Regions from separate parts of the Mus musculus genome. Here all the other regions are linked to region 2. A link is a contact called in public HiChIP or PLAC-seq data. All regions are on one chromosome and are shown on one strand. The core of a region is the stretch at or near the end of the contact, and the rest is flanking DNA. Distances in the headings are between cores, read along the strand shown. Region 1 holds the start of Zmym4 (zinc finger, MYM-type 4). Region 2 holds the start of Gjb3 (gap junction protein, beta 3). Region 3 has its middle 16 kb from the start of Sfpq.

The links. HiChIP or PLAC-seq counts read pairs in DNA pulled down with a chosen protein or histone mark.
Region 1: a contact with region 2 is called in an RNA polymerase II HiChIP or PLAC-seq map of embryonic stem cells, with 9 read pairs. The contact joins the promoter of Zmym4 here to the promoter of Gjb3 in region 2. A contact is called at or near these places in 1 of 39 promoter capture datasets (pre-B cells), 1 of 484 Hi-C or Micro-C datasets (embryonic stem cells), 4 of 115 datasets of contacts at active chromatin or transcription factors (embryonic stem cells and pancreatic cancer cells) and 1 of 9 other capture datasets (liver).
Region 3: a contact with region 2 is called in an H3K27ac HiChIP or PLAC-seq map of embryonic stem cells, with 6 read pairs. The contact joins the enhancer-like site here to the promoter of Gjb3 in region 2. A contact is called at or near these places in 2 of 39 promoter capture datasets (hippocampal neurons and pre-B cells), 2 of 484 Hi-C or Micro-C datasets (cortical neurons and olfactory sensory neurons) and 3 of 115 datasets of contacts at active chromatin or transcription factors (embryonic hindbrain and embryonic stem cells).

The regions. Positions count from the first base shown.
Region 1 is chr4:126,966,952-126,969,651 of GRCm38.p6, forward strand. Zmym4 (zinc finger, MYM-type 4) reads right to left here and starts at 1,276. Exons shown (of 30, transcript NM_001114399.2): 1 at 865-1,276. The coding sequence starts at 903.
Region 2 is chr4:127,329,534-127,332,233 of GRCm38.p6, forward strand. Gjb3 (gap junction protein, beta 3) reads right to left here and starts at 1,303. Exons shown (of 2, transcript NM_001160012.1): 1 at 969-1,303. Gm40251 (a long non-coding RNA gene) reads left to right here. Exons shown (of 4, transcript XR_868156.3): 1 at 1-602; 2 at 2,355-2,458.
Region 3 is chr4:127,004,042-127,006,791 of GRCm38.p6, forward strand. No RefSeq gene overlaps it. Among named protein-coding and RNA genes, the nearest start is that of Sfpq, 16 kb to the right of the region's middle. Within about 2 kb of position 1,255, at least 68 of the 459 cell types and tissues checked have an H3K27ac peak or open chromatin away from gene starts, as enhancers often do. A contact at or near this core is called in cortical neurons, embryonic stem cells and hippocampal neurons, where this site is marked.

The DNA.
Region 1 (2,700 bases), core at 26-2,525, 360 kb before region 2:
AACATGCTGGGTGAGGGGAAGTTTAAAAAAAAAGCCTTGAAAAACATTACTCAGTGGATAGTATTGTTCTCCATCTGAAGAAAATGAATCACAACTAAATTAAAAATAAAAAAAGTTTCAAGACAAACTTTTAAACGGCTTACAACTCCTGTGTAGACAAGGCTTTACCTAGGGCAGGCAAGGCTGGCTGGGTACATCCTAAGGACAAAACTTGTCACTCTTCCACGTTACTAACTGCAGGTAAAGAATGCTAGACTATAACACATCCGTGGCTATCAGAACACATTCCCCCAACTTCAAGACGACAACCCCACTTCTTCTAAGGTGAAGAGAGCACCATGTCCACTTTGGGGCTTGATAACGGTCAAGGGGGAGGGGAGTGGAGGCAGGAAGATGAATTGGCTCCGGGGTTCCCGCAGCACCCTCCCGGTTACTCCTCAGGAAACGACCAATCCTCCACGACTTCTTCCCGCCACCTCTACCCCCACCTGACCTCTCCCCAGAGAAACTTCCATAGACTCCCTTTTCCTCGAGGATGCAGAAGCGGAGTCTGACACCTTGCGTCTCCCAGGCTCCCCCCCCCCCCGAATACGCACCACCACCCACACGCCGGCAAAGGGAGGGGAGCCAAGCGGACCACGGCCCCCGCCCCTCCCCCTCCCCGCCGGCCACCGAGCTTTGTCCCACCTGCCGAGGGGACCCCGGTGCCGCCTCGGGCCGCCCCTCCCTCCGGCCGTCGACCACCGCGCCACCCGTGAGCTCCGGGCTGCTCGGGGCCGGCCGCGCCCCGCCCCCCGCCCGCCCGCCCGCCCGCCTGCCCGCAGCCCGCAGCCCGCAGACGGCCCGCGGCCTCACCTCACCTACCCTCTTTCGGGGGCCGGTCTCCACCTCCCGCTCCGCCATGTTGGGCCCCGCTCGGAACCGCGGCGGCTCCCGGCGCGGCGGCCGCGGCCCCTCTCGGCCCCCGCCCACACTGCAGACACCGGCGCTTCACCCGCTGCGGTTCGGTCCCCCTCGGCCCCCGCCGGGCCTGGCGCGGGAGTGACGAGGGGGGCGGAGGCCCGCGCGCTTAGCCGCAGCTCCTGGGGTCCCACGGGCGGGCGCGTGGGCGCAAGGGCCTGCCGGGGCAGGGGGGCCGGGACTCGGGGGGTTAATGGCCTCCAAGGGGCCCCGTGAGGAGGATTATTTTCTCTCAGAGAAATTCCTCCGCCAGTGGTTTTCTTAAAGGGATCTCCAAACCAGCCCCTTGCGCGCGCCCCTGATGCGCAGGCGCGCCACAAGCCCCTCCTCCCTTTCCCACCAAGCCCCCGGTCCTGAGCGTGCGCGGTGAGTGGCCCAGGCTAGGCCTAATCCTGTTAGTCTCTTTGCTGCCAGCAGCTGCTCCCACCACTCAACTATGGCCGCTCCCTTAAAGGGACCATGACGAAGGGATGATGTCAGAATGAAAGATCTTAATGGAAGGACTATCTGGTGAAATGTCAGTGAGGGGTTCACATCACCACCCTACACCTGACTACAGAGATATTGCCAAAAGGAGAGAACCCTGATGAGCCAAAGTTCTCAGTGACCCTATGAACATGAAGAATCCCAACCAAGAAGAAAACAAGACTGTTATCTGAAGGAGAAACCAACAGCTTGTCAAGTAAAGGGCGTCGACTCTCAAGGAACAACTTCCAACCTTAAAACCAGATCCACTGGTAGTGTTGAAGGCAGAACCAATAACTGAAGACAATTTCCTCAATACCTGCTTGCCATTAGAATACTAAAATGAAAAAGGATCTTAGAAACCATCTACTCCATTGCTTTCAAAGTTAACATTGCCAGTATGGTCATTTGAAATAAATTAATTTACCTCAAGATATCGAGTGGCTGGTGAGGAGCTAGAACACAGTCTGGAATTGCATTCCTCCAGGATTCTGAACACACAAAACTGTCGTCAAGGCAAAAGAACATAAAATGTCAAGAGTCTTGATAGTTCAAGAACATGGCTGCTCTCCTGAGAAGTTTCATGGTGATGACCTGCAACTGCTGTGTGCCATCATTTGCCTCCACTGAAGGAATTTGAGGGTCTGACTTAAAGAATAGGAGCTTGAACTGTCAAGGCAGGAAATCCAAGGGTAGGCACTATCTTCCCTGAAGCACAACGAAGCCAAAGATAATGAGAGCTGAAGTCCCCTCTTGGATTCTTAATGAAGACATAGGCACAACAGACAGACATATAGTAAAAAATACAAGGAAATTAGTTTAGGTTGGTTGGAGTTGGGTTGGTTGGAGTTGGATTGGTTGGAGTTGGGTTGGTTGGAGCTAGGTTGCTATGTAACCCAGAGTGGCCTGAAACTGCTGGTCTTCCTGCCTTGACCAAGTGCTTGGACTGCTGGTATACTAGGAAATCCCCAAAGAACTAATTAAAAAAAATGTTTAAGTCTCTGAAGAGTTGTTATTCTCCATGGCAATACAAGGGGACCCAGAGCTCCTCTGCTCACAGGGTGAAAGTTGCTCTACAGCTGTACTTCTGTGTGTAAGTCAGTAGCTCTTTGAACCCAGGAACATTGGCTGAACACTGAAATGGCTGAAAGTTTCCATGCTGGTCCTTGATTCTCCCTTGGGCCTGTTATCTTTTGTTTCACTTATGGGTAGAACAAAAAGAAACATGTTCACTTCTGCCAGATAATGTTTTTTTTTTCATATCCTAGACTCTTT
Region 2 (2,700 bases), core at 53-2,552:
TTTTGAGAATCTCAGTTCTCGACTAGATGGGGGTATCTGGGAAGCCCTAGAGCGTGAAGACCCTTATGGGTTTGGTCCTGGCACTTACTTTTAAACCTTCCAGGGAGGGCCAAAGATTAGCACCTGGATTCTGACCCCCCAGGAAATGCCAGGACTGCGTTTACTAGCTGGGAGAAATCCAAGAGAATTCTGTAATGTCGCTAACCCTGTTCCTTATCTCTTATCTTGGATTACTGCAAGAATCTTCGACTGTTCCCTCCCCAGCCGGCTCTTCCTGGGAGTGCTCAAGGAGAGTGAAGGGGAGGAGGAGTTCCTTCCACCCGGTACCCCCTAAGGATGCCACGTCTGGGGCTCCCCATTTTGGTGCAGGCTACCTAGTCCCTTCTAAGACACACCCCGAGACAGACTCACCTGAAAAGAATTTCTCGCCTAGCCCGTGCTGAGGACTGGCAGAGCCGGTTCTGGATCCCCTGTTGCCCCCCAACTCCCGTTTCCAGCTACTAGAACGATTATTACTATTTTTTTAATCCAGTTTTTATCCAGCTGCGGGACCCAACCGCTCCATCTCTTTCTACCCCGCAGCACTGTGGCTGGCCCCAAAGGTATAGCTCCCCTCTTGGGCCCCGGGCCCCGTTTCCTTCCTTTCTAGACAGTTTGGGAGCTTTGTGAACCTGTGACTCGCGCGCGCGCGCGCGCGCGTGCGGGTGTGTATGTCCCCTTCTGTGAACCTTCCAGTGTCCGGAACCGCCACCTGCTCCAGAATGCTGGTGTATGTATGAGTGTGTGGGGTGGAAGTGGGAGTGGGGGCGGGGAGCAGAGCTTTGGGTTAGGGTGCTCCTTCCCTGCGCTTCTGCAGCATTAAATCTCCATGCTGGGCGCGTGGGCAGGCCCCAGTCCAGCCCCCCAGGGGATCCCCATAGAGAGGGGTTCTCAGCTGCCTTGGATTGTCGCCCCTTCCCGGTACTTACAGTCAGCGGCGCCGCCACCGTGGGAGCCTGGCTCCACGTGCCCAAGACCCACAGCAGAGGAGGAACGAGGCGGGAGCCAAGCCGAGCTCTGTGGCCTCGGTGAGGCTCCTGGCCAGCACAGCCAGAGGCAGCGTGGAGGAGGGGCGGCCGGGGAGGAGCCCGGAGTCGCCTCAGGGATGCAAGTTCTAATCCAGGAGCAGCTGCGCTGACTAGGGAACAGCAGGCTCCTTTGCGGAGGCTCCGCGTGCTCGCCTGTGGAATGGGGGCATTGGTGGCCACTGGCAGGGCTGTTGCAAGGACTGCAATGACATTAGGGTGTGAAACACCTTGCAAACTGTTAAGTGCCGTGGCAGTAGGGATGGCAATAAATGACACGCCTACGCTGGTTACCACGGATACCCCGTCTGCGCCCTGCCCATTTGGATCCCAGCCTGCTGCAAAGTTTCAAAGTTTTCGTACGCTCTTGGGGGCCCCCCTCCCGCCCTGTTTGCATCCCTGATGGCATTTTCCAGGGAGGCAGTGTATCTTTGAGACAGTCTTTCGGGGCTCACACTGTGCTGGCCACCGGAAGGGACACAACCAGGAAAAGAAATCTCAGGGGCAAGGATGGTGTTTGGAGAGATTTTAGATGACCCAGTCTGCCCAAAGGAGTGTGAAGCAGGGTGGGAGGCCCAGCTTGTGAAGGGTGGGAGACCTGCGCTTGAGGGGCTCTGGAGACTAAGATGTTCAGTCTTATTCGTGGGCCAGGACTGAGATCCTAAAAGCCCTATCGCCCCAGGAACGGAAATCCAGGGTTTCCCTGGGATCCCCAGATCTTACTCACAACCTTGCCCGAGGCTTCACTGTCTAGACAGAGATGACTGATGCCCGACCCTGGTAACCATTCATTCCACTTGCTGGGACGATATCCATTGATGCGGGCTTCTGATCTACAAAAGGCAGCCTACATTAGGAGGCTCTGTTACTGTCTCCTACTACCCAGAAGGATTCCCGTTCGCCTGAGCGGAGCGCCTGAGACAAGGTTGCTTCTCTTAGGAGCTGCATATCATTCATACAGCACGCAAAGGAAAGATCTCTGATCTACATTGAAAAGAGAAAAGGAGAGGCCCCGAGATAAACCCAGGGACACATAGAAGTAACAGAGCCAACTCCAGGGACCTCAGTGACGTTGGCATTGGCTACGGCAAAGCCCTGTGGCAGAGGCTACCTTGTGCTTGCTATGGGCAGAGCAATTATCAGCACTATGGCTGGGCAGTGCCAGTTTTGTTGTTGTTGTTTTTTTTTTTTTTTTTTTTTTTTCTGGATGACTCTGCTAATGTGCCTGGGTGATGGGATTGGGGGACCCTGACCCTGCCACCTGCTGCTCATTCTCAATTATTTCCCTAGACTTCAGAGCAAAATGCCTGGTCCCATTTCCTCACCTCCCACTCATGCTTCAACCCACCAGAAGATTTCTGTCCCTGCTGTGCTACAAGAAAAGCCTTGTCAAGGTAACTCTGATCTCCACGATGCTAAATCCCACACAGTAATAAATCCGTGACCTCCTGAAACAGCTGTCACAGAGTCCCGCCTTTCTTCTTGAAGCACCTTCCACCCCCAGCTTCCTTGACACCCATCTCATTTCCTGGTCCCTGGGATACCTTCCATCAGGCCTGTACTGTGGGTGCTCTGGGCCAGGCCCAGCATCTCCTGTCCCAGGTGAGCTCACCCAATCCTAGGGCCCTACCACCCA
Region 3 (2,750 bases), core at 5-2,504, 330 kb before region 2:
AGACATCTTTGTCTGCTTTGTTTGTTTTTTTTTGGTATTTTTTAAAGATTTTATATATATATAAAATATATATATACTGTCACTATCTTCATACACACCAGAAGAGGGCATCTGATCCCATTGCAGATGGTGGGGAGCCACCAAGTGGTTGCTGGGAATTGAACTCAGGACCTCTGGAAGAGCAGTCAGTGCTCTTAACCACTGAGTCATCTCTCCAGCCCAGGATGTTTTGTTTTGTTTTGTTTTAAAGAAATCGGGTATAGGCAATTCCTTGAGAAGATAGAGAACAGCCCAAAGGAATTTTTTTTATGGAATTGGTTAAAACATCAAGTAAAAGATTAGAAGTATTACTGTTTTAGATTTAAAGGTGAGAAGGGCCAGGCTGATTCCACGACAGGTTTCAAATTGACAATTAAGGAGACTCTGCCTAAATCGCTGTTTTCAAGAACTGGACAATTCCAGGCAAGTCCAGGCCTCAGAAGCTGCCCCACCACCTAGCCTGAGGCAAGGACAATGGGTCAGCAGCAGTTTCCAGACTTCCTCAGCTGCTTCCTCAGCAACAGTTTCCAGACCTCTCCAGCAAGTTTCCAGCCCCCACAACCTGGTAATGGAATGTCTACAGAAATGACCCAGCCGATTAACATAAAGGTCCACTATCACAGAACCCTCTAATGTGCTTTAAATCAGGTCTGCAAGCTCACTTGGTTGTTTCTCTATCTTGGTAATGGAGAGACCCCAGCATGCTGGACTTCAGCAGAATAAAACACTCTTTGCTGCCTTTATTTGAGTCTGGGGTGTCATTGTTTAGGGAATCAAGGACCCTTACAATGATTTTGTGTTAGCATTCTGTCTAAGCTCCATCCCAGTTACCTGGCAACAGCCAGGTACGCTTCTCCCCACAGTTTATCTAGGATCAAAAGTTACAGATTTATGCGACTGTGGTAATTTCCTTTAAAGAGAGGGATTGCAAGAAAAGATAGAAGAGAGGCCACTTGCTTCTGGTCCCTGATGAGGGAGGGAACCGGCAGAGTAGAAACTGTGACCCCAAAGGGATAGGTGATGTGCTTGTATTCAGTCTGGTTTTACAAAGACGCTGCTCAGAGTTTCAGGACATGAGCACCTAGAGGAATCAGCTCTTACCAAAGCACTGTGGCCAATTGTGCAAAGCAGCCTGAGCAGGCAGATCCTCCAGCTCGCTCGAATCCTCTCCCCTAGGGCGCTGAGCAGGCAGCCAGCACGTGGCTCACTCGCTCTAAAATTCAGCACTGGGAAGAAGGCTTGGGGGAGGGGCGGAGGTTGGCTCGCGGGGCTGCAAGCCAAACCTCTTTGGGGATCTTTTCCGGAAAACCCACTTAACACTCTTTCTTTCCCTCCTCGGTCTTCTTTTACCTCTGCCCTCTTAGATTTGTGTTTGTTTAGAATAATTCAACCCCCTCTTTTTGTACTCGGCCCCTCCCTGCTGTCCGCCATCAATCCTGAGGCCGGTGGGCAGCCTGGGTCTGTGGGAGGGATTCGCAAAGATGCTGGCGAGGAAAGAGATGCAATTAATCCAGGCCGTGAAAGAGTGTGGGGTTCGGGAAGAAACGCCTGCCCACGGTCACTCACCTGAGTAATTTGCCTGGAACAACTAACTCTAAAGATTACATTGTGTAAGTCATCCATTATGCTGGAACAACAGAGAGGCTTAATGCAACCCCAGAGTAACTCATTTAGATGCTCTCTTCAGCTAACACTGCCTTGCCTTGAACACAGGCAACAACAGGACTTATACTTACCCGGAGTCTTCGTGCGTGAGCATTTTTCAGATGATGGAAAAACCGATTCTGAATCTGTCTTCTCATTTCTTTATTAGTATGAGCGCCAAGAGAAGGGAGATGCTGCATTTAGAACTCATCTGTTGAGTACCTAAAATTCCCTAGGCCTGGGGACCACAGCCTTTCCTAAAACTATTAGCGTCTAGCCTTCACAATAACGCTGTGAGGGAGTTACTTACGGTCGCCATTGTTGTGAGGTGAGGGAAACAAACGGAAGGAAGAACAGTCGGTCCTTTAATTATCGCACCTTCGGAAAGACTGTTAAAATTCAAAGTCACACTTTGGCTACAGGATGAGTTCATGCCCAACCAGGGCTTAGTGCGTCCGTCTCAAGAAGTAAAAAGAAGGCAGAGGCTATATAGAAGGCACAACAGTTGCCCAGCATGTAGGAGGACCTAGCTTCAGTCTTAGTGTTGGAGAAAGTGAAGTTAGGCTGGGGATGGCTCATGGGTTAAGAGCATGTATTTGTTCTTCCTGATGATTCCCCAGCACCAGGGTCAAGCATGGGAAAAACTCCCTGGAACTCCATCTCCTCAGGCACCGACATTCACATGCAAATACCTACACACCAGCACACAGACATGCACATATACACATGATTGACATAAAAAATATAAAGTGAGACTCATAACTTAGGGTTTGAATTTTTTTATTTTACATAAGTACTCTGTAGCTGTTTTCAGACACACCAGAAGAGGGCATCAGGTCCCACTGTAGGTGGTTGTGAGCTACTATGTGGTTGCTGGGAATTGAATGCAGGATCTCTGGAAAAGCAGTCTGCTCTTAACTGCTGAGCAATCTCTCCAGCTCCAAATTTATCTTTTCTTTTCTTTCTTTCCTTTGACACAGGTTTTCTTTCTTTCTTTCTTCTCTCTCTCTCTCTCTCTCTCTCTCTCTTTCTCTTTCTGCCTTTCTTTCTCTTTCTTTTCTTTTCTT